Linked DNA regions of Mus musculus: all the other regions are linked to region 1. Evidence: chromatin contacts called from public HiChIP or PLAC-seq and promoter capture Hi-C data. All regions are on one chromosome and are shown on one strand. Each heading gives the region's core, a stretch centred on a gene start, on an enhancer-like site or on the middle of the called end of the contact. The rest is flanking DNA. Distances are from core to core; before and after follow the strand shown.

Region 1 (3,689 bases), core at 640-3,139:
ACAAGAGAGTAAGATGAACATTACTGGTTGGGGGACGGGGGACGGGGGACGGGGGACGGGAGGGGGGGGCGGGGACCGAGGCCCCCAAAGAGCTGTGGAAACTGCTTTTCCTGGCTTTGTTTCCCAGTTGCTGTGGTAAAACACTGTCAGAGTCAGGGTTTCTATTGTTGGGATAGAACATGACCAAAAGCAACTTGGGGAGAAAAGGGTTTTTACAGTTCCACAACACAGTCCATCATCAAAGGGACTCCAGGCAGGAAGTCAAGCAGGAGCGATGGGGCTTGATCTTCAGGGCTTGCACAGCCTGCTTTACTTATACCACTCAGGACCACCTACCAAGGGATGGAACCGCCCACAGTGGGCTGGGCCCTCCCGCATCAATCAGCCATCAAGAAAATGTTCCCCCCAACAGCCACGCCCACAAGACAGTCTGAGGGAAGCAATTGCCCGGTGAGGTGAGATTCCCTCTTTCCACAGAACTCTAGTTTGTATCAAGTCGACAAAAAGTAAACAGCACACCACGCAACACCACACACACAGTTAAAGGAAGCCATGACACTCGAGGATCGGACAGTGTGAACCCCAGGCAGTGCCTGCCCTACCCGAGGGCTGCTCAAGAGGTTTTCAGGGAACTGAGGGTAGAGCTTAAAAGGGAGAATACGTACAGATCTGGGGCCCTGTCTTCAATCCCCAGCACCAAACCAAACAAACATAAAAGGCTTCCAAACTAGCTGCGGAGGGAGAGCAGGTGCAGCAGACAAGGGGCCCCTCTTGGAGGCCCCTGGAATTAGTCTGTGGTAGAGCCATTTACCTGCCCAAGGAGAGACTGTGGGAGGTGGGGCCAGGGAGGCAACCTGGCTGGCTGGGAAGTGCAGAGACTCTGAGCCACACCGATGCGCGTCGTAGGTGAGGAGGATGGTGAGGGTGGCGAGGGCAATTCTCTTGGGGAACTCGGAGAGAATGACTCACACCCGAGGCAGGCAGGTTACAGCTGGGTCCACAGGTGTGCTCTACGCTGTGCCAAGTTGTAAGAGCAACTGAAGAGGCAGGAGGCAGCTGCGTGGGCTCTCAACTCCCCAGGGCAAGAGTTGCCAGGTATAGCTCTGGGGGACCCTCTGGTCAGATGGCTCCTCCTTCCTGGGCCTACACCTGCTCTCCCCACCTCCACACCGTTGCCCTGAGTCATGGAGTCTGGCATAGGAATTGGGCAGACAGGGTCCTCCGTAGTGCTTAGAGCTGGCCCATGCCAGGCAGAATGGTGGGAGAGGAGGTGCCTGATGACCCTGCCAAGTGCTCTCTATCTCCTCTGGGTCTGGGCATGTCTCCCTGCTCAGGGCAGGCTTGCGGGGGTATCTGGGGCTAAGTCACTGCGCTGGCAGTACAAAGCCAGGGGCATCTGTCTGGGAAGAGATAGGAGGGTGGAGGTGTGGCCCAGGCTTGAGATGTGTGGGTATCGGGACTGTATCTGCTCCAACATCGGAGCCAGGAGTGGGCAGAAGAATCGGATGGACCACAGACAGGTCCATCAAGCCAGCGGTTGTCTGACAGAGGTCTGGGGACCGCGACATCGAGGGATCCTTTCCTATTGTGGGGTGGGACGCAGTCTCTGTATACTGCGCACCGTGGGGATGGTTTGTCATTTGAACCGACCCCCTGTGCTTAGGGACAGTCCGGAGGATGTGGACACCTCGGAAGGGTCTCAGTCTAGAGGCGGTTTTCAGGAGGGTCTGCTCTTCTCGCTCGCCCACTTCCAGCTCCCCCACAAGGCGCGGGCCAGGTGGCGGCGCCCCGGCTCGGCAGCGCAGAGGAGGCGGCTTCCCGGGCCAGGGGCGGCGGCAGGGGCGGCCCCGGGATCACATGGGCGGAGGCAGGTCTGGGAGCCCCGGGCGAGCTCTCCCTAGAGTCGGACAGACGGCTGCGGTGGAACGGCGGCGGCTCCTCGTCCTTACTCCCTCCGTTCTTCCCTCCCTCCTTCCCTTTCCTGGCTGGCCTGACCGCCCAGCCCGACAGGCAAGCGGCAGCCAGGTGAGCGCGCGCCCACCTGCACCCTCCGCGGGCCACCGCCCTCGGCGATCTCCTCCTCACCGGACCCTACCCTCGGCCCAAAGCCCCTTTTCCCTGAAACTTCTCTTCGACCTGGATACCCCTTGGCTTGGGTTCTCCCCTGACCCAGACACTCGTCCTCTAGTCCCAGTCCCAGTCCCACCCCCAACCCCCTCCGCCCCGGGGTATTTTGGACTTGTTGGGAAGCAAGCTTGAGAACTGGTACTGGGGACAGCCAGACTGACAGCTAGGCAGTTCACTGAGTCCACTGGTCGGCTCAAAGGTCTGAGAATCTCAGGGCGTTTTCAGTCTTTCTGTGATCAGCCTGGGACACCGTGGCTGGGCCTGGGTGAAAGGCAAAGCCAGTTGCCTGGGGGACAAGACAGTCGGACTGCTGGCCTGGACAGCCTCCCCCTCCCCCCAGGCCTTGATGTTCTTGAGATATTGGACATACTTGCTGACCCATATCTCCCCAGGGACAGCCTGAGGATGGGTGCTGGGCTGGGTGGTGCCCAGGCTGGCATTGCAGCTTCCTGCCTGGGTTGGCTCCTGGCTCCAGATCTAGAGGCTCAGGAAATCCTAGGAGGGCCTGGTCCACAAGGACACTCCCTTGTGGGTCAGCGGGGGCTGTGGATGAGAAGTTTGTGGCCAAACTGGCAGCATCATGAACTTGCCCTGCTGGCCAGTACCAGGGTGGCTGTGGGTGTGGGTGTGCTTCCCTTGGCAGATGAGCCTTGGCCTCCTTTCTCAGGCTGCTCACTAGGGTGCAGCAGGCCCCTAGAGGAGGTAGCAAGCTTCCTCTTGTTCATCTGAACCCAGCTGTTGGGGTCAGGCAGGGAGCCAGGTAGCCCCTCTGAAGACCTTAGTCTGACACCTGCCAGCCCCAGCCTCTGCTAACTTCTTGCTGTCTGGTGGGGCTATCCTGAGGCTTGCTGTCCTCCTGTATACTCTATACAGAGTGTAGAAAGTATTTTGTGCTCTTCGTTTAGGGAACAGGAAACAGGTAGTGAAGGGGTGCGGGGTGCGTTCACTCCTACCACCTGCTAATTCCTTCCCACAGTTCTCCACCAAGCACTTGTATGGAAGTCTGACCTCTTGTCAGTGGGACTGCTGCCTGTCTTAGGGGATCTACTAGTCTGAAGACCCTAGAAGGGGGAACTCAGAGTCTTCAAGGCCTCCCAGGGTGGGGGGAAGTGAAACTCTTAGAAGAGGGAGGGACTTAGTCACTTCCTCTGTCACCACCCGCCAGGCCCAGGCCCTGCTGGGCTGCTCTGAGACCAGCCACCGTCTTCTCCCTTTGCTTTGGGGTGTACTGTGGAAGTGGGCCCCACCTCCCAGTCTTCTCTTCCTCAGGCATGGCGTTGACTGTGGATGTGGCAGGACCAGCACCTTGGGGCTTCCGAATTAGCGGGGGCAGAGATTTCCACACACCCATCATTGTGACCAAGGTAAGGGCTGTTTTTAGGAGATAAGGAGCTAGCTACCCCCTGAAAGGGGGTCTTGTTCCCCACGGGTACTTTCCCCAATTTGTTCTGGAGCCTGGAGTCTTCTGGGGCAATGTTGGCCAGGGGAACAGTTGTGCTTTGTGGCATGAGTATGTGAGGGCTCCTTTAGGAGGGCCATTAGAAGATGAAAGGAAGGGGACC
Region 2 (3,689 bases), core at 839-3,338, 470 kb after region 1:
TGGGTCCTGGGACCTAATCTCAGGTCCTCTGCAAGAGTTGTATGTGCTCTTAGCCACTGAGCCATCTCTCCAATACCAAAGCAATTTTTTTTTTTTTTAGCATTATCTGCACCAGCCATTTGTTTATTATTTTCTGGAACATTGTTTTAATCTGTAGATTCATTTCTTTGTTTAAAGAAAATGTCTATTTTTCTTTTTTTAATACTTTCTTAGGTATATTAATTATCTATTTATGGATTTCTTGTGTAAGGGTCTGTATTTGTAGTGTGTGTGTGTGTGTGTGTGTGTGTGTGTGTGTGTGTGTGTGTGTGCTGTAGATGTTGGTATGCACGTTCAGGGCAAGCATGTGGCCAGGGGACAACCACAAGAGCCCATCCTCAGGCACCTTCTAGTTTATGATCTGTTTTGAGTCTCTCATTGGCCTGGCACTTTGCCACTTGGGCCAACTGACCAGTGAGCTTTCAGATCAATAACCATCTAAAAAATTGACAGTATCTTAATATGTATTATTTTTAAATTCATAGTGGGCATATTATAACCCCACTCTAAGTTGAGGAATATGTGCAATTTTTGATTAACTTCTTTTTCTTTTCTTTTTTTCTTTCTTTTCTTTTTTCTCTTTCTTTTTGGTTTTGTGAGACAGAGCTACTCTGTGTAGCCCTGGCTGTCCTGGAACTCACTCTGTAGACCAGGCTGGCCTCGAATTCAGAAATCCGCCTGCCTCTGCCTCCCAAATGCTGGGACTAAAGGCGTGTGCCACCACTGCCCAGCTAACTTGTTTTTCTTTCTGTTTCCTCCCTCCCCCCCACCCTGTTTCTTTCTTTGTTTTTGTTGTAAGAGCTTCCACTGTATGTTTTGTGAGCCTTCTGTTCGGTGCTTTCAGTCTTGGAACTTCTATATCTTCGTGGTGATCTGACCCTTTTACCATGGTATACAATTCCTTGGTGTCACATGGTTAGGTCCTGGAACTTTTCCTGCCTTCTTTCCTGACCCCCACTCCAGCAGGAGCCAAGGAGCTGAGTGCAACCCCGTGTAGCTTGGATCAGTCCTTAATCTTTCAATCATGCCTCCTATTTGGGGTAAAATTTTAGAAGACGCCAGCTTCTCTCACTGAGCTCACCTAGCCTTATTGTGTTTTCTGCTTCTGTGCCGGACTTCTGATCACCGTGTCAATACTCGAAAGGTGTTGAGTCTTAGTCATAGCATATCTATAAGCATTGGTTTGGCAAGCACACTAGATCTAGGTTTTGATACTCAACTCTAGTCAGCGTATTAGTGGCTACTGGACCTAGTGGCCCACTTTGGCCCAACTTGGGTCTCTGTGTGACAAGAGACCTTTGCAGGTCTCTCACTGAGATGATATAGGGGACAGATTCTGGATACAGTGTTTAGAAACGTTTACAGAGGTGTAGGATTGTCTTGTCTGCTTGTATATATATGCACCATCTGTTTGCTCAAGGAGTTCAGAAAAGGCTGTTGGATCCCTTGGAATTGGTGTTACTGATGGTTCTAAGCCACCCTGTGGGTGCTGGGATCTGAGCTTAGGTTGCCTCAGGAGCAATATTATTAACAGCCCAGTCAATTTTTCAGCCCCATAAAAAAAGATTTATTTACTTGTTTGTATGTGCACCAAGTTTGTGTCCGAGTGCTGATGTTACTGGGACCTGAAACCAGAGAGAGGTTCCCCTTCTTAATTCCTAAATCATCTCCCCAGCTCCAGCCTCCCGCTCTTACCTCTTTCTTCCTCCATTAGGTACCAGGTCAAAGGAACCTAAAATTAGAAATATATAATGTCATCACTATTTAGCATCTAGTAGCTGTTCCCTCGTGTTGGCAGAACTCAATTGGTTCTAGAAGATAAAAGTACTATCTGACTTTGGAATCAGAGCCACTTTTGACTTGTGTAACTCTAGACAAGTCATATCACCTTTTTGGGTCTCTATTTTCCCAAGAGAATAATTGCTTAGTTGCTTCTTTGAGGGAAGCCCTATGCGTTTGGGTTAGAGCAGCTCTGGCCCTGCCCCAGCTCTTTACAAGAACACGCCCCTCTGCGGCACGTGCAATATCTCCTCCCGGCCTCACGATGGCGCTAATTCCGCTGGGAAGAAGGGGACGCTCAGGCTCTTGGGGACCCTGAGCGCGGCGGCAACTTTCCGAGCTGCCGCGGTGAGTGTTGAGGGTGTTGGGTGTTTCCTCCTGGGATCGCGAAAGGGAAGGACGACTGCGTGTTGTGGGACGGTTTCAGTGGGCTGCGCCCCAGAACTGAAAAGCCCGGGTAACACGCGGCGAGACGAGGCGGTGCTGGGAGCAGGGAATCCAGCCTGGCTCTGGACGTGAGCGCACTCGGCTCCACACTCACGCGCCTCCCATCCCGCTCCACAGTGGCCAGGGCTGCGAAAGTCTCCAAAGTCCTTGCTGCAGGGACACTTAGGGCTGTGGGCGGCCTCTGGGCCCATATTCTGATCCCGGCCTTGGCCACCGCTCCTACAGGCTCTGCCATCTGTCACCCTGGCCCTTCTCTGCTTGGACGGTGTCTTCCTCTCCTCGGCCGAAAATGACTTTGTCCACCGGGTCCAAGAGGAGCTCGATCGTTTCCTGCTGCAGAAGCAGCTATCCAAGTACGGGGAACGAGGGAGTGGCTTTTAATGCCAGGATAGGCATGGTTTGCCCCTCTCCCAGGTTCTGTGCCCAGGTAACTGGCTGGTCCACCAGAAAGGCCCTGCCTTTAGCCTCTGCCAACTTGCCCAGCCACACCTTTCCTTTGTATCGCAGCATCACCCCACTCAGGCAGAAGTGCTCACTTTCTTCTAGATGATGGGAACTGTAGCTCCCTTTGATGATCTACTTTGCAATTAGGCAGGGACCTGCTTGGGCACAGTGAGCCTGGTGTTAAAGCCACCATAAACCTGGGAGCGGCCTGGGTGGGAATTGGGTGTGGGGTGAACCCGCGGTCTCAAGCTTATTATTTCCATTTGGTTCCTTTGCAGGGTCCTACTTTTTCCCCCAGTCTCCAGCCGCCTGCGGTACCTGATCCATCGAACGGCGGAGAATTTTGATCTTTTGAGCAGCTTCTCTGTTGGGGAGGGCTGGAAGAGGAGGACAGTCATTTGTCACCTGGACATCAGGTGAGTTTGTCCTACTGCTTTGGAGGGTTCTCAGCAGCTGTGTGTGTGTGTGTGTGAGTGTGTGTGTGTGTGTGTGATGATTGGACTAGCTGGCTAGCCAAGGAGGGTAGAGTTTGGTAGGAGCCAGGGCCACAGTCACAGTTGCCTTTTGCTTCATCAGGGATGCAACTGACTTGGCTGTTCAGCTGTTCGTGTTGGGCCAAAGAAAATATAGTGCACACAAGCAGTTGGGCTAGTAAGGGTGGGTCTACACCCCTGTCGTCTTTGTGAGCGCGTTCTCCAGAGAGACCTTGGTACAGGGCATGAACGTGTTGGCCTATAGCCATCCTTATTGCCATGTGCATCTCATAGGATGGATATCTTATTACTGTGACTCTGGTTCTAATAACAGCTCCTAAATGCAATTATTATCCTTGTTTATCGTGAAACCCAAGATTCAGCACCCACTGATTTGATTGTAGTAGTCACCGGGGAGCTCCTTTGGGTGTGTCAGGGATGGCACTTGCCTTTGCCACTGTGCCTTTGTAAGAGATTGTTTTTAGGGTCATTTTGGTTGTGACTTTT
Region 3 (3,689 bases), core at 771-3,270, 440 kb after region 1:
AGCTGGAATGGGTATCTAATGCCCATATCTAATGCCTATAACATCAGCAAACAAATATCTCCTTCACAGTAGAGTGAAACTGGGTTCTTCAATCTCAGAATAAAGATTCCCACCATTCCTCGCATACCTGTGGCAGACTCATATCTTAAAGGTAAGGTCAGTTTTGGGAGACTTGTACCCATAGTCCCTGGCTTCACTGATTCTGTTCCCAGTTATCCTTTCAGCCTCCAGAAGGTGAAAGCCAACCTTGCCTGCCGCCTGGAAGGGTGAAATGGAGTGGATTTTCAGATGCAAGCAGACCCAGATAAAGCAATTTGCTCGCCTGTAAAAGGTGGAATCCTTCGCTGGGCGGAGAAGACCTAGTTTTACTGGGCCTAACGGGTAGCACAGTACAGATTTGTTTCACTAGATTTGATATTTGGAATTCTGCTCTCTGCCTCCTCCCTCCCTCTCTTGCCCCACCTTTCCGTCCCTCTCTGCACCTCTTTCTCCTCTCCACTTCTCTCCTCCCTCTCTCTCCCCTCTCTGGCTCTCCTCTGCTCCTTTCCACCTGATTCACCTTCCTCTTCTGTAAAAGCAGGTAAAGTGGGAAAGGCTACCTTACAAACTATGAGAACTATAGCGAAAGTATTTGAAAAAAGGCCGCTAAGTGAGATATTTTGAACACACTTTGAGGAATATAGCACATAGATAGCAATTAGTACACACATCATATAACTAAACACTCCATTTCCTCCTTCAAAATGCTTATTAAAATTCAATGAAACTCAATGCTCATGAAAATTCACCTTAACACTGTTTCAACTACTCTGAAGCCCGAAACTCATCACATTTCCCTCAAACTGGAAATACCAGTTTATAAAGGCGACTATTTAACAGAAATTACTTTTTCCTAAGTCGAAACAAACTTTCGCTTTAATTTTTAACGTTTACACCAACAGTTCCTTTCACCTTTTAGATTGTTTGTTTGCTTGCTTGATAAGTCTTTTAAAAATCAGCATATTTCCAGGCTGGATCTGTAGTTACCGTCGTCTGCAGGGCAGAGCTCAACTAAAACTACAATTCTACAATTCCAGGGGATCCAACACCCTCTTCTGGTCTCTGTGGGCATTGGACGTACGCGGTGCAGTTGCACACAAGTAAGCAAAACATAAATACACGGTATTTATGGGAACTATTACTAACCTGCATCGTCCTGCTTCTGTAACCTGAAGGTTTTCTGCTCCTCGATCAAGCAGAGAAGCCATGGTGCTATACCTCATTTTTGTTAAAAGTTCATATCCTGTCATGCTTGCCAACAGCGACCACGTTAATGGAAGTATGGAACCAGTAGTTTTCCCCTTTATAAACCTGTCTTTAACGGTCGGGGCAGTCTCTCTAGACTTGTAGTGAGTGCGTGCCCTCGGCCGGGTCTGTGCAAATTTCAAATTAAAAAACAGCTCGTCCTAGTCTCTTTTTGAACGGTCCGGCTATAACTACCACCACCACAATTTATTCTCAACACTGAACAAATTTTGTAAGACTCTTCAAGACGGAAAAGTAACTAGAGGGTAAGGTTTAAGTACCTCTCAGTCCATAAAGTATTTTCTGCAGTAGCGCTGTCATTGCAAGACACTTGCATCGCTGTCTGCCCTCTCCTTCGAGGAAGCAGAAAGGTCAGAGACAAATGCTAAACTGGCAGCCAAGGCAGCCGGAGCTTCAGATGAGAGTTGGAACGATTTTTTTTTTTAAAGGACCTGGCAGAATATGAATTTTCAGGAGAAAAAGGACATCCCAGAGCTAAAGAGCGGGAAGAAAGTGATTAAGAAGACTATCTCTAGCCCTAAAAATGGGTCCAGTGTCACGGAGCTTTGGGACCATTTTTGTTAATCGGCTGATATTCTAGTGAAAGAAAGGTATCTTGGGCGTTTGTTTAACTTAAAAGTCTCTGGGCTAAGGAGAGCTACACCAGATCCAAGGTTGTGTATCCACCTGCAGCTCCCATAGCCTCAGCCTGGCTAACCTTAAGCCCGAACCACCCGGGAGGTGCAATAGGTAGCCCCTCTAGTACGCCTCGCCAAACTCTATGGTTGTGGCGCACGCGCAAAAGCCTTCCCGTCGCACAAAGGCCACGGAGAGAAGGTCCGGCGCCTGCGTTCTGCCTCTCTCGGGCGAGAACGCCCTCCTCCCTCCCTCCCGGCCAAATGAATGCCGCGCCACGCCTGCGCCCTGAAGACTTGCGGGACTTTTATCGCACAGGCGGCGGTGGTGACGTGATGGCTGAGGAGGAGGGCGTGAAGGAACGACGGAAGCCGAGAGGGACCTGGGGCGGAAGGGGACCCGGGCCAGGCTTGTGTTCGGTTCCTTGGCGGGGCTGGGGTTCCGATGTGGTCCCCGGAGCGGGAGGCCCAGGCCCCGACCGGGGGAGACCCGGCGGGCCTCCTGCCGCCCGAGTGGGAGGAGGATGAGGAGCGCATGTCTTTTCTGTTCTCCGCCTTTAAGAGGAGTCGCGAGGTGAACAGCACCGACTGGGACAGCAAGATGGGCTTCTGGGCTCCGTTGGTGCTGAGCCACAGCCGCCGCCAAGGGGTGGTGCGCCTGCGACTGCGGGACTTGCAGGAGGCCTTCCAGCGCAAGGGCAGTGTCCCGCTGGGGCTGGCTACGGTGCTGCAGGACCTGCTGCGGTGAGGACCGAGGCCGAGAGGGCCAGGCGGGGGGCGGCTCCCCAGGGCTGACATCAGACCTGCCCCTTGACAGCCCAGACTCCGCGTCCAGGGTTTGTTCAGTGGGTGGAGGAGGAGGAGGGGGACGAGGAGGCTGCTCCACGGATGGATGTCTGGACTCAGAGAGAAAGAGGGGCTGGGATGGTTGGAGTGACTGGGGATAGGCAGAATGGTCCAGAAGAGACCCATCTTTGCAGAGGTGTCAGCGGGACACTTGAACTGGGATCCTGTTATGCAGTTATTTCCACAGGACCTCCAGACTTGAATTACTTTTACAGCAGATCTCTGCGGTGGGTACTTTGAACTAAGAGAGAACAGAGCTAAGGAGAGAGTACTCATGGGATTCTAGACATCTTGACAAGAGAACTCTGGTACAGGTCGTACAAGTAGCCTTTCCTGGTATGTCCGGGACGGAGATTATTTAGACCAGAGAGGAGAGTTTAACTGTGTAGCTGGGGGCCTCTGAAAGAGCTTTATGTGATAAATGTGTGTGATAGATACAGTGTTCAGGTTGTGCTTGAAGAGGTGGCATATCTGATAGATGACTGGTACTTCATGGTTTCAGATACTGTCAAACTCCACTCTCTGGCTTTTTTAATAGTCCAGGGCAAGATAATGCAGTTATCTTTATTAAAAATAAACAGTCTCAGAGAGATTAACCTATTCCAGGTTACACAGCTAGAGTAACCCCAGGGCTGGATCCTTCCTTTGAATTCGAAATCATTTGTATTTCACACTGTACATGTTATGCCCAGCCCAGCTCAGCCCAGCACCGTGTCTCTTTCTATGAACAAAGAGAAAGCCAAGGGTCTGCGTTTGTTTTAGGATAATGCTTTCTCATTAAATGGTCGCCCTTCTTGACTTCTGTTCCCAGTACCTTTCATTGCCCGACCTTGACCTAAGAAACCGTCCTGAAATTCTCCTCTGAGAAACTGTCCTTTGAAAAATGTTTTACCAGATGCCCAAGGTGGAAAACAGTTAAGTCAG
Region 4 (3,689 bases), core at 638-3,137, 380 kb before region 1:
TGGGGGGGGGGTGTCCAAATTCAATAGAAGGGTGTCACTTCCAGGGTGAAAGGCTCTGCCCATGTGGAGCTAGGAATCTAGTTACAAGTCTTGGAAACTGATAGAAAGCAAGACTGCAAAAGGTTAGCTCAGTAGAAGACACTCAGCTGCGAGGACAGGGAGACTGACTGGATCCTGGCCCTGACTGTGTCACCTGCTATTCGGATGTCCAGCAGGTCATTTTCTCCTCTGGGTTTCAGTGTACCCGGATGTAAAAGAGGAACTCAGAGGATTCTTTCTAAACGCCAGTCTGTGGTTTTTGGGGTGCTGCTTGCCCGCTCCCATCTTCAGCCCCCACTAGGCTTGCAAGACTGGGATGTTCAGACCCGACAGGCTCGAGTCACTGGGCAGGGCAGCTAGCCAGGGCTGCTGGCTGGTGTCTCCCTACCCCTGGGCTGTCTGAATCTGCCCTTCATGGGCTCTAGTTTCTTGGCATCTTCAAAGAGTACCGGGACAACTACTGGGGGCTAGGATCTCTGCTCCCAATGGGAGTCAGCATGTGAGAAGGGATTAAGAGGTTTCAGACTAGGGTGGGTCGAGCTGCCCAAGCCCGACGGCAGTGCCAGGGCACCGCTGCTAACTGAAGCCCGGAGGGGGGAGGGAAGGAGGCGGGGAAAGCAGGCTGGGCCCCAGAGAGACGCAAGCGAGGGAAAATTGAACACGCTTGCTAGGGACCAGGATGACAGGTGGCACCAGATCAGCTGTAGTCTCCTGAAGTAGTCCCCATGGCCGGACAGAGGAAACTCCAAGAGGGATGGATGTACGTGAGCCTTGGCGGAGGCGCCAAGAATTTTTGGAGCTGCAGCTTGCATTCAGTCCAGCCCCCTTAGTTGGGCATCCTAACTTTTCCATGTTAAGATGTAAGGTTCAGTTCAGAGTGACACCGGCACTTCACTCCCTGCCTGCACCTTGGGATCAGCTCATAAACTCCCCCATTACAATTAGCCCAGAACGCGCTCCCTCTTGGCGCTTACCTGGGCTTCACAGGCCGGGCGCGGTGTGGGCGGCGGTCGTGCTAGCCGGTGCTGGGTACTCGCTCCCCATGGGCCGGCTTCGGGGCGTTCTCCCGCTTTCTGCTCAGCGCTCTCGCGCTCTCTTTCCCCCCGGGCGTCGGGGGCGCTCTAGGGCCGCAGGTTGGAGGGGTCGGACTCCGGAATTTGCAGGATGCGGCACACGGCGCGGATGGGCCGCACCAGCTTCTGGGCCAAGGCTGTGGGTTGCGCCATGGGACGCCGAGACTCCGTGCTGCGCTTTGGGGAGGGTCGAGCCGGGGCTAGGGAGCGGGTGTCCCCGGAGGGAGAGAAGGATCCGGGCCGGGGGGAACGCGCGCCCCGGGTCGGAGATGGCTGAGTGGGGGGAAAGGCCGAGGGGCCGGGGAAGGGGGTCGTGCCTGGAAGTGGGGGGCCGATCCTGTGAGCCAGGAGCGAGGCACCAGCGAGGGCGCAGCACCGCGTAGCGCGGCTAATGGAGGGAGAGCGCAGCGGAGAGCGCAGCAGGACCTCTGATCGCCATCGCCAGACGCGCAACTGAGAGTGGGGAAGCTGCTCCGCCGGTTTCCTCCTCCAGCACCCTGCGGGAAACAGGAGCCCGTGATTCGGCGGCCCCGCCTGGGCCTGCCCCCTTCTGAGCCCCGGGGGCTTCCGCCAACGCCCCGGCGATGCCACCGGCTGCGCACGGGGAGAATGAGCCCTTTGTTCCCCCCTCCCCCCCGCGGCACCCGGGCGCCTGCCGAGAGAGGCTCCCCTGGGGCAGTGTGCCAGCTTCCCAGCCGCCCCACCCTCCCGTGGGCCCGGCCCGGAGCCTGGCAGGCGGGCAGCACCCCCACTATAGGTGCCAAGCCCGGGAACTGGAGCAAAGGGCGGGAGGGGCCGGACCAGGCCAGGATGAGGCGGGGTGCCCCCCGGGGTGCTAGGGCGGGGCGGCAGGGAGGGGTCAGTGCCAGAGCTGGCAGGGGCAGTCGGGTTCTCACGGGTCAGTGATGGGTGCTGCGACCCACGCCAGCAGGCCCGTGCCTGCTGGACCACTCTCTCCCTGTCCTTTTCAGCTCTGGGCACACCCCAATGGCTGGTGTCTTCCCTACCTCATTCTTCATCATCACCTGGCTAAGCCACTCTTCATAGTGTCGGGGCCCAAGACCCTACCCAGCATCCCTCTCTGGGCACAATGTTACAAAGCACTATGCTTTGGAATCTGGGAGGGCCTGACCTGATATCTGGTCTGTTCCCTGGTCTAAGCGCCTTGATTTCTACCAAGTGTCCAGAGAGGTGAAGGGACCAGAAGCACACAAGCATTGCAAGCTCCACTTGGGGTTGCCTGCTGGGCTGCCCCATCTTCAATGTTCTTGGTGCTCTCAGGCCCAGCCTGGAGAGGAGCCCATGGGAGTGGCTCCTGGGAGGGAACATTGAGTAGGAGAGGAAATGGGCAAACAGGGCACCCTCCACCCGAGGAAGCATCCCTGCTCTTCTGCGGGGGTGGTTCCAGAGCACACACACAAACAGACAGACAGATTCAGACACACACAGAAACCCACACGCCCAACGGGTGCTTCCCTTCTCTAAAAGCACCCACCTTCTGCCCCTCTACTCCCCTGCCTCCGAGCCCAGGCTGAAACAGAAGCAACACCACTTACTCTCACTCCCACCCCCCACTGCTGTGGAAGGAATGGATTTGGGTGGCCACAGCCTGGTCCCAAGTCCCTCCACCATCTCTGAAGTTGAGGGGTATCATGAAGAGCCCAATGTCTTTCACTTAAGGGACAGGAGTGAAGGCAAGGAGCTTTTCACCAATTGTTAAGACCAGGATAGGTACTTGGGGGAGGAGGTCTGTCCTTCCATCCTAGCTGCCTGCTCCGACTTGGGCCTTGTTGATACAGATCCTCCTTGCTCCTCTCCTTCACAGAGACCAAGTCTGTGGTGGGCAGGCTGGCAGGGGTTGTTTACATGGCTGGGGTTTTCATACTCCTTTTCTTATCCACTCCTTTGGAGGTGACCTGACCTTAGTTTGCTGAGGGAGCGGAATGAGGAGGGTCTAACAGGGACTGGAGCAGCAGGGGGTCTAGCCTGACCTCTGGCTCCTGGCTCCAGGGCAGGGTGGTGGGGTGGCACGTGCCTGTGGTCCCCATCTAAGTTCCCTGGCCTACCTTAGCAGAGGCTTGTGGGAGAGTCTTGTGGCTTGAGGCCTGGTAGTGGCCAGAGTGGAACCCGGGGCTGTCCTGAGTCCTGGGGGCTTGTGGCTGTCTTCCCCTAAGGTGATAGGGACTGTGTCAGGGGAGCTGAACAGATACCCACCCCCGCACCTCCAGTCGCCATATCTGCCTGTCAGATTATATTGCCTGGGCTAGACCAGAGCTCTCAGGACAGTCTTCTGGAATGCTTAGGGGTTAGTGGAGATGAAGGTGAGGAGAAGTACTGCCCTCACTCCACCACGTTCCCCATCCTTGCCTTAGAGCCTATGCCACAGGCCAGAGTCCTTGCAGCTGGCTGTGCTGTGCCTGAGGATGGAGCAGAGCTGAGGACATACACAAAAGACACAAACACGGGGGAGGGCGCTCGTGGGGGGGGGGAAGCCACCCAGTGTGTGGTCACAAGACCAGATCATGGACCTGGCAAACTTACTAGCACCCCCAGACTCACATGGGCCCAGCCCTCACC
Region 5 (3,689 bases), core at 770-3,269, 340 kb before region 1:
AGGTCCTTGAGATGAGCATCGGAGCACCGGAAACTCAGAAACGCCTAGCCCCGAGTGAGCGAGCAGACACCATCGCTACCTTTTCCATCGGCTCCACTGGCATCGTTGTGTATGACTACCAGCGGGTGAGGATGCCGGAGGGACCACCGGGACTTTATTGGAACTAGCCAGTTGTAGCATTTCTAGAGGTCTCTCCCCATTCTGTGCCTGGCTACCTCACCTCAGATGCTCGAACCACTGACGCAAGTGCGCCCCTCCACCCTCTGAAGACAATCTAAAGGAAGTTGGTTGGCTGAGAACTAGGGTTGGGGAGGAAGCAAGGCAAGGGGACCTTGTGAATGACCTCCAGGGTTTTATACCTAGCTCCTGACGGCCTATAAGCCAGCTCCAGGAACCTACTGCTACATCATGAAGATGGCTCCAGAGAGCATCCCTAGTCTTGAGGCTTTCGCTAGAAAACTCCAGAACTTCCAGGTGGGTATGTTAGGGAGGGAGGGAGCAGTCTCCCTCTGAGGGTTGAGTAGAGGGACATGTGAAAGGATGACTAGCGTACCCTGTGTAGTATTGATGTTTCTGGATCAGACATGTTCTCCTCTCTCCATGGACCTGTGTCCTGCCATCCCTACCAGCTCTCAGGTGGCCCTGCTAAGTTGTTGGCCTTGGCTGAGCTTAGACATGACCTATGGGCTTCTACATCCAACCCAGTCCCTCTCTGAATTTGTGAGGAAACTGATCCTCGAGAATTACCAACTTAGTGTCCCACACTAAATAAAGCAGGTGACATTGAAAGTAGGTGTTCTTTCCAGGCCAAGCCCTCCACACCCACCTCTAAGCTGGGCCAGGAGGAAGGGCATGATACTGGTTCCGAGTCCGATTCTTCCGGGAGAGACCTGGCTTTCCTAGGCCTTGCTGTGAGCACCCTGTGTGGAGAGCTACCACTCTACTATATCTAGCATCCACAGGTGAGCAACAGTACCTTTCAGGGTGCCTGGGCAACACTGGCAGGGCTTGGGCTGCCTGCTTTGTCAGGGGACCTACTAGGTATCTCTTAAAGTCAGTGGTCTCGGGAGCTCGGAGGATGGAGGGTTCCCAGACACATCCCACACTGGACCCAAGCGGGTGGCTTCTTCAGTCCCCATAAGCATTAGTTCTTTGCTTCACAGGGTCGGTAGAAACCGCAGCGGGACAGGAAAGACCCTCCGCAAAGGGTCTTTGTCAGACAAGCAGGAAGCTGCTCCTGCCCAGAAACCGGTGGAAGTCTGTAAAGGAAAGGTGTCTCTCCTACGGGCCAGGGGGATCCTATCACAAAAGAATAAAGCAGCCTGATTGGAAAACAAAGAGTGGCGCTTCTTTTCTTTCACATTTTCTCAGCTCGGCTTCTAGCAGAAGCCGTCCTAGGAAGGAGAGGGTTTGGAGAGTTGGGGCGCTTTGCCACGTCCTTTCTAAGAGTGATGGAGGTTTGGTCCTACCCCAGGTAATGGGGAACAGAGCAAAAGGCAGGGACAGAGGACGGGACCTGGGTGCCATACACGGGTGTTAGGCGCCCTCCAGCGGTGTGTCCACAAGGAAGGACAGCGACAGAGACAGGCAGGGAGACAGCTAGACAGAGAGACAGTGAGAAGCGAGAGAGCCGAGATCTAAGACAGACAGACTCTGGAGTCTCTGGGAGAGAACGATCGATCGCTGATCCAGTGTCTAAGAGGAAGGAACGGACCTGACAGCGTGTCCCGTGCCCGGAGGCACTCCGCCTGGTACAGGACAGCGGCCTGTAGGGGGCCCCTCGCGGAGCGGTGCCTCCGGGCATCCCTGGCCCGCGCCCCCTCCCCGGCCCCTGCCCCAGTCCCAGGCAGCGGATTCCCCTCCGGGGCGGGCGGTGCTACTCTCGTCCTCCCCGCCCGGCTGGCGTGCTTCCCGGCCCGGCCGAGCACGGTCCCGGCCCCGAGGGGGGCTGAGCTGGGCGAAAACCCGCCCTCCAGCGAGCTCATTTCCCTAAAAGGGGGGGTGGGGTGGGGAGTGGGAGGGCGGCGAGAAAAGAAAGGGAGCGACCGAGAGGAGGGCGAGGGGACGCCGGAGCCCAGGGCCGGAGAGAGCCGGGCCGAGCGGGGGGCGGGAGACAGGAAACGGGACGGGAAGAGGTGGCCTCGGGGGGAGAGCGCCTCCCCTTCGCCTTCAGCGCTCCCTTCCCCGTCGCCCCGCTCCCGCGTCCGGGCGCGACCGCCACCGCCACCGCCGCCCGCCAGCATGCCCGGCGTGGCCCGCCCGCCGCTGCCGCTGCTGTCGCTGCCGCTGCTACTGCTGCTGCTGCTGCTCCCGCGCGCCGGCCGGCCGCTGGACTTGGCCGACTACACCTACGACCTGGGCGAGGAGGACGCCCCGGAGCTCCTCAACTACAAAGACCCTTGCAAGGCGGGTGAGCGACCCCCGGCTCCCCCAGGGCGCACGGAAGCCGGGCGTGGGCAGGCTGGGATCGAGGCTCCCGGCCGGGCAGGGGTTGGGGTTGGGGTTGTAGTTGGGGTTGGGGGAGGACAGTCCAGTGTGGGAAGCTGGGAGCTGCTTGGTTGGCAATGCAGTGGGGGAACAAAAGACCGAGGGAGAAAGGGAGGGGGAAGTTTGGGGGACTTTTAGGACTGAAGTTTTGCTGCTGTTTGTGGAAACTGCTGCGGCTGCCGTTCGCCTTCACAGAGGAATCCTGGGGAAACCTCCCTCGGTCCCAGCGAATCCCGCTGGCAAGGAGGCTTTTTCTCCACCGGGAAACTTTACTGGCCAAACTGTGTGTGTGTGTGTGTGTGTGTGTGTGTGTGTGTGTGTGTCCGTCCGTCCGTCCGTCCGTGTCCCTTCTCCCCTATCCCTCCTGCTTTGTGGAATACTGGTGTTTGCCTGCTTGTCTGTTTGCCATAGTGCCGCACAGCACATCTGTCTGGTTTGATGCCCAGAAAGAAGGCCTGCAGCTCCAAAGGGATAGATTTTCCCGGCTTCTCAGCCCAGTGGAAGGAGAAAGTTTTTCAGGAGGTTCTATGGAATACTTCTTCATAGGCAATCCTATGAATCTAGCCAGCAGCAGGAGCTCTCTGAACACTCAAGAGACAGCTGTCAAAGTCAGAGAAATTGGCGGCAGGGGTGGGGGCTTGGGGGGCACAGGGGGACTTACCTGTGCCTTTGTGTGCCAGGAGAGCTTTGCCAGAGCTCAGTTAGGTTAGCAAATGAGTCTCACAAAGAGGTCTCAGATATTCTACATCAGCTCTCTCGCCCTACAGACACCTGAGGCTAATTAGTCAAGTCAGGGCTTCTAGTGTGTGTGTGTGTGTGTGTGTGTGTGTGTGTGTGTGTGTGTGTGTGTGTGATCTTTGTTCATGAGGACTCTCCTGCTGTGATTCCCTTGGAGTGACCAGATGACCAGACACACTCAGGCCATTGGCCTAATTGATGTTCCCAAGCAGGCTGTCTGGAATACACTGGGGACAAGTTATCACAACTTTTCCTCGACTTCCCGCTTCTGACTTCAGCCTGTCTGCGAAGAGCTAGAGCCAGGGATTGGGACACAAGAAATGGACACAAAGTTTTGGGACAGGCAGCTACAATCTTGAGCACAGAGGACCTAATCAGGGACTCTCCTTGCTCCATCCACCCTTAGGTAGGATAGGGACCATTTTACAGGACAGGACAAACCAAACCCTTCAGTCTTTCCTCTT
Region 6 (3,689 bases), core at 656-3,155, 270 kb before region 1:
GATACTTTCCTGAGTGTTTGAAGTCAAGTCTTGTCTCTACAGTGAGTTTCAGGTCAACTAGAGGTTTATAACAAGATGACTCCGTCTCTTCAAAAACAATCCAAGTCATATACCGTATGACTCCATCTTTAGAATACTTTTGAAATAACAACATTTTAGAAATGGAGAACAGATTAGTGTGGGGAGGAGTGGGAGGAAGAGAAGGCTCAGCAGTAAGGGAGGCTGGCTGTATCTGAAAGGGCGGCTTCAGGGATTCCTGTCATGCTGAAATGTCTTGTACCATGACTGCAAAAATGTCAATATTCTGGTTTTGATATAAGTGCTAGATCTTACTATTGTGGAAAACAAAGTAAACAGAATTTGGGCTCTGCTGAATCATTATCATCATCATCACCATCAGTGTCTCACTTTGTAGTCCAAGCTGGTGTAAACTCAGAGACCTGCCTGCTTTTTCCTCCCAAGTACTGGGTTTACAGGCATGCACCAACATGCCTGGCTTGTCACATAATTTCCCCCCCCCCCTTTTTTTTTTTTAAATAACTGCATATGTATGACATCAAAATGAAGTTTACTTATTTACTATTTTCATTTTATTTATTTATTTTGGTTTTTCGAGACAGGGTTTCTCTGTGTAGCCCTGGCTGTCCTGGAACTCATTCTGTAGACCAGGCTGGCCTCAAACTCAGAAATCCACCTGCCTCTGCCTCCCAAGTGCTGGGATTAAAGGCGTGTGCCACCACTGCCCAGCAAAGTATACTTTTAATATGTACATTTTCTGAAACTCTTTCCTAGGGATATAATCTACAAGAAAGCAAAAAAGTTGGATGTATCAAATGTACACTAGCTATTTCTAACAACATACCTATTTAAAGTAAGTGCCCCATTAAGGAAACAAGTTACGATATATACATATAAATATGCACATATATATCCTCCCATTGGTCATTTGTCTCCGACAAAGAATACACTATTGTGTGGCACAATATTACAGTACATCAAAAATATTTTAATGCTAGCAGCCTATGGAATTCCAGCAGAAATAGGTTCCTTCCCTAGAATTACATAACCTTTTTATTTGTATTGGGGTCGCTGTAGTGTAACATTAAATGACTCCCCCCCCCCCAGATTAGATTGCAACCACACATTACAATAAAAAAATTTTTCAGCTGGGATTGGTGGTGTACATCTGTAATCCCTACAACTGAGGGATGAGTGAAGAGACTGGACTGCTGCAAATTCGAGGCCAGCCTGGTCTACTTAAGTTCCAGACTAGATAGGGTTACAGAGCAGGGTTGTCTTAAAAATACCCACACCTCCCAACCAAAAATCAAAAAACAAAAACCCTTCCAGTTGAAGAGCAAACTTCAGTTCCAAAGGCTTCCCAGATTTGACTAAGCAGTCATGGGCCCAGGTAGATGAGAAGAGCTATTGGCTGCTCTGTCCAAACTGCGTTAAGGGTGACACCCCAAGACCCCAGGGACCGGCAAGGGAAGGCGCACGCGAGCAAAGGGTCGAGCCCGAAGGTGCAATGACCACGCCAAGGTCAACGCAGGGAGGCTGCAGCCAGCCACGGCCTGAGGGCTCTAAGCTCCCTATGTCCGGAGCCCCATCCCGAGCGGCGACCCCACTGCTCCCAGAGGCTGCGCAGTGTGGACTCCACATACAGCAGGTAGGCGACCTTGGAGCCCCTCCACCTCCGACCCCGAGGACCGCACCTCTACTCCCTGCCAGGGGCCGAGACACGCCCCCACGAGTCACACCCCGGCACAGCTTACAGTCCACCTCCCACATCCTTTTTCGCCCTCTCAACCCAGCTTTTCCCGACTCCGGGAAGAACCGGGAAGAGAAGGCGGAGGGCGGCGAGGCACCGTCGGATAAATACTATGGTCAGGTCACGCCCCCTTGATGTCACTTCCGCCCCAGGGTAAGATGGCAGCGCCCGGTCCTTGCCACGCAGACTTCCGCCTTGCCCGGAGACCCGCGGCCCGTGGTTGCTCTAGTCGGAGGTGAGGTTGTGATACTCGGCGCAGAGCCTCCACGCAGGTGCGTCACGAAGTCCCCAGGGAAAGGGCAGGTGACGGAGTCCAAAGCTAGGGGTGGGGCGCTCCGGGAAGCCTCGCCACGTGGGACGGGGAGGAGCTGAGCTGCAGCGAGAGCGACGCACGGGCGGGGGGCGGGAGGCCACGTGGGTGCGGTTCCGCCCAGGGTCCTCGCGTCCAGCCCTTGGAGTCACTTTGTTGCCTACTTTCTTCTAGGAACCATGTCGGAAGGAAACGCGGCGGGCGAGCCCAGCAATCCTGGAGGGCCGCGACCCCTTCTCTCTGGGGGCCGGGGGCTGATCGGCCGGCGGCCCGCACCCCCGCTTACGCCCGGTCGCCTTCCCTCCATCCGCTCCCGGGACCTCACCCTTGGCGGAGTCAAGAAGGTACCTGCGAGCGCGTTTGTATAGAAACCCACCCAGGCCGTAGGGAGGCGACTCGTGATGTTCATTCATGTGCTGCCTTGGGCCCCTGGTGGGATGTCAGCCTTTAGAGAGACCTGCAAACCTAGGTGCTGGTACAGGACACTGACAGGGTCTCCTAGGCAATTAAAAGACAGTGAATCTAGTTGATTCAAGACATCCGGAAGTGCTTATTATGTTCTGGGCTCCTTACAAAATCCCTTGAAAGCCAGACAAAATTGCTTTACTTGCAATTTCGAGTGTTCATAACTCTGTGGATGTCAGTATTGAAAACTAATAATCTAGTAAGTGATGAATCTTAGGCATGCCGGTAACTGCTCTTTGTCCCCTCCTGTTATGTGTGTAACAGTAGATGTAACTGTACCGAGTAGCTCTGAAAAGGAATAGCAAACACAGGATAAAGCATTTTAGCTTTGCCTTGGGGGCTACTGGTGATAGTCTACCTGTCTCTCTAAGCCATCCCAGGACTGTTGGTCAGTTGAGCACATCGAAAATACAGTACTGTGTTTTACTTTTCAGAAAACCTTCACCCCAAATATCATCAGTCGGAAGATCAAAGAAGAGTAAGTAATGAATGAACAGTACTCACCCCGGTTAGCTCTGAATTTGGGGACGTAATTAGGTTGTGTGGCCTAGAGATTTTAACTTACGCTATTAGCTTATTCACCAGTGGTTCTCATCCTTCAATCCTGGGTTATATAGGGGCATGTTTCTTTTTGAGACAGTGCCTCGCTACATGGCCTTGCATGTCCTGGAACTCACTTATGTAGGTTGCTGGCCTAGAACTCCCAGAGATGTGCTTGCCTCTCAGACCTGTGTCCTGAGTGCTGGGATTAAGATGTACACCTCCACGCTTAGCTCCAGGGCACTTTGCATTAGAGGGTCTTTTTGGTTTTTGTTTTGTTTTGTTTTTTTTCTGTAATAAATAGCTGAGATAATTGGCTTACAGAGAGGGACATTTTGTTTTGGAGATTTTAGTCCACGATCAATCAGGTGGTTCTTGCTTTTGGGTTCATGGTATGGCAATGAATGCAGTCGGAATACCCAAGGGAAGAAAGAAATTAAGGAGAGGAAAGGGCTGAGTTTCTATTCTCCTTTAGGAGCTGGGTAACCACCCAGTAGGCTCCATCTCTTATAGTTTCAGCTACCTTCTGTTTCTGCCGAGGTGGGGCTGAACTCTCCAACTTTGCCTTAAGGTCCTCTGCTCTCCAGCCTTTCTACTTTTAGA

The links. Promoter capture Hi-C pulls out the DNA fragments that hold promoters and counts their contacts. HiChIP or PLAC-seq counts read pairs in DNA pulled down with a chosen protein or histone mark. Capture Hi-C pulls out chosen DNA fragments and counts their contacts.
Region 2: a promoter capture Hi-C map of pre-B cells shows a contact between it and region 1. The contact joins the promoter of R3hcc1 here to the promoter of Pdlim2 in region 1. A contact is called at or near these places in 4 of 39 promoter capture datasets (cranial neural crest, liver, pre-B cells and 1 more), 1 of 15 datasets of contacts at CTCF or cohesin (large pre-B cells) and 1 of 9 other capture datasets (liver).
Region 3: a contact with region 1 is called in a promoter capture Hi-C map of second pharyngeal arch cranial neural crest. The contact joins the promoter of 4930480K23Rik here to the promoter of Pdlim2 in region 1. A contact is called at or near these places in 9 of 39 promoter capture datasets (the 3T3-L1 cell line, the C10 cell line, the HPC-7 cell line and 5 more), 1 of 15 datasets of contacts at CTCF or cohesin (large pre-B cells), 5 of 484 Hi-C or Micro-C datasets (B cells, the N1E-115 cell line and pro-B cells), 9 of 115 datasets of contacts at active chromatin or transcription factors (bone marrow-derived macrophages, craniofacial prominence, embryonic midbrain and 6 more) and 5 of 9 other capture datasets (adipose tissue, embryonic stem cells, liver and 2 more).
Region 4: a contact with region 1 is called in an H3K4me3 HiChIP or PLAC-seq map of embryonic stem cells, with 11 read pairs. The contact joins the promoter of Hr here to the promoter of Pdlim2 in region 1. A contact is called at or near these places in 7 of 39 promoter capture datasets (cranial neural crest, embryonic stem cells, liver and 2 more), 3 of 484 Hi-C or Micro-C datasets (embryonic stem cells, epidermal suprabasal cells and muscle stem cells), 5 of 115 datasets of contacts at active chromatin or transcription factors (the 230-238 cell line, T-cell acute lymphoblastic leukemia, embryonic limb bud and 2 more) and 2 of 9 other capture datasets (liver and pancreatic islet).
Region 5: a contact with region 1 is called in an H3K4me3 HiChIP or PLAC-seq map of intestinal villus epithelium, with 6 read pairs. The contact joins the promoter of Bmp1 here to the promoter of Pdlim2 in region 1. A contact is called at or near these places in 6 of 39 promoter capture datasets (3T3-L1-derived adipocytes, cranial neural crest, embryonic stem cells and 2 more), 5 of 115 datasets of contacts at active chromatin or transcription factors (embryonic stem cells, forebrain, intestinal villus epithelium and 1 more) and 1 of 9 other capture datasets (liver).
Region 6: a contact with region 1 is called in a promoter capture Hi-C map of adipose tissue. The contact joins the promoter of Polr3d here to the promoter of Pdlim2 in region 1. A contact is called at or near these places in 16 of 39 promoter capture datasets (the 3T3-L1 cell line, 3T3-L1-derived adipocytes, the C10 cell line and 11 more), 12 of 115 datasets of contacts at active chromatin or transcription factors (cardiomyocytes, craniofacial prominence, embryonic basal ganglia and 9 more) and 3 of 9 other capture datasets (adipose tissue, liver and pancreatic islet).

What each region holds. Positions count from the first base shown.
Region 1 is chr14:70,175,015-70,178,703 of GRCm38.p6, reverse strand. It overlaps Pdlim2 (PDZ and LIM domain 2), which reads left to right and starts at 1,889. Exons shown (of 10, transcript NM_001253736.1): 1 at 1,889-2,025; 2 at 3,397-3,491. The coding sequence starts at 3,399.
Region 2 is chr14:69,705,983-69,709,671 of GRCm38.p6, reverse strand. R3hcc1 (R3H domain and coiled-coil containing 1) reads left to right here and starts at 2,088. Exons shown (of 8, transcript NM_001146012.2): 1 at 2,088-2,166; 2 at 2,491-2,618; 3 at 2,988-3,125. The coding sequence starts at 2,509.
Region 3 is chr14:69,731,165-69,734,853 of GRCm38.p6, reverse strand. 4930480K23Rik (RIKEN cDNA 4930480K23 gene) reads right to left here and starts at 2,020. Exons shown (of 3, transcript NR_130157.1): 1 at 1,186-2,020. Chmp7 (charged multivesicular body protein 7) reads left to right here and starts at 2,284. Exons shown (of 10, transcript NM_134078.4): 1 at 2,284-2,663. The coding sequence starts at 2,365.
Region 4 is chr14:70,552,432-70,556,120 of GRCm38.p6, reverse strand. It overlaps Hr (lysine demethylase and nuclear receptor corepressor), which reads right to left and starts at 1,887. Exons shown (of 19, transcript NM_001379479.1): 1 at 1,014-1,887.
Region 5 is chr14:70,518,590-70,522,278 of GRCm38.p6, reverse strand. Bmp1 (bone morphogenetic protein 1) reads left to right here and starts at 2,019. Exons shown (of 20, transcript NM_009755.3): 1 at 2,019-2,410. The coding sequence starts at 2,242. It overlaps Sftpc (surfactant associated protein C), which reads left to right. Exons shown (of 6, transcript NM_011359.2): 3 at 3-125; 4 at 364-474; 5 at 807-962; 6 at 1,164-1,338. The coding sequence ends at 953.
Region 6 is chr14:70,441,687-70,445,375 of GRCm38.p6, reverse strand. Polr3d (polymerase (RNA) III (DNA directed) polypeptide D) reads left to right here and starts at 1,905. Exons shown (of 9, transcript NM_025945.3): 1 at 1,905-2,043; 2 at 2,256-2,425; 3 at 2,981-3,024. The coding sequence starts at 2,261. Mir320 (microRNA 320) reads right to left here and starts at 1,866; the gene lies at 1,785-1,866.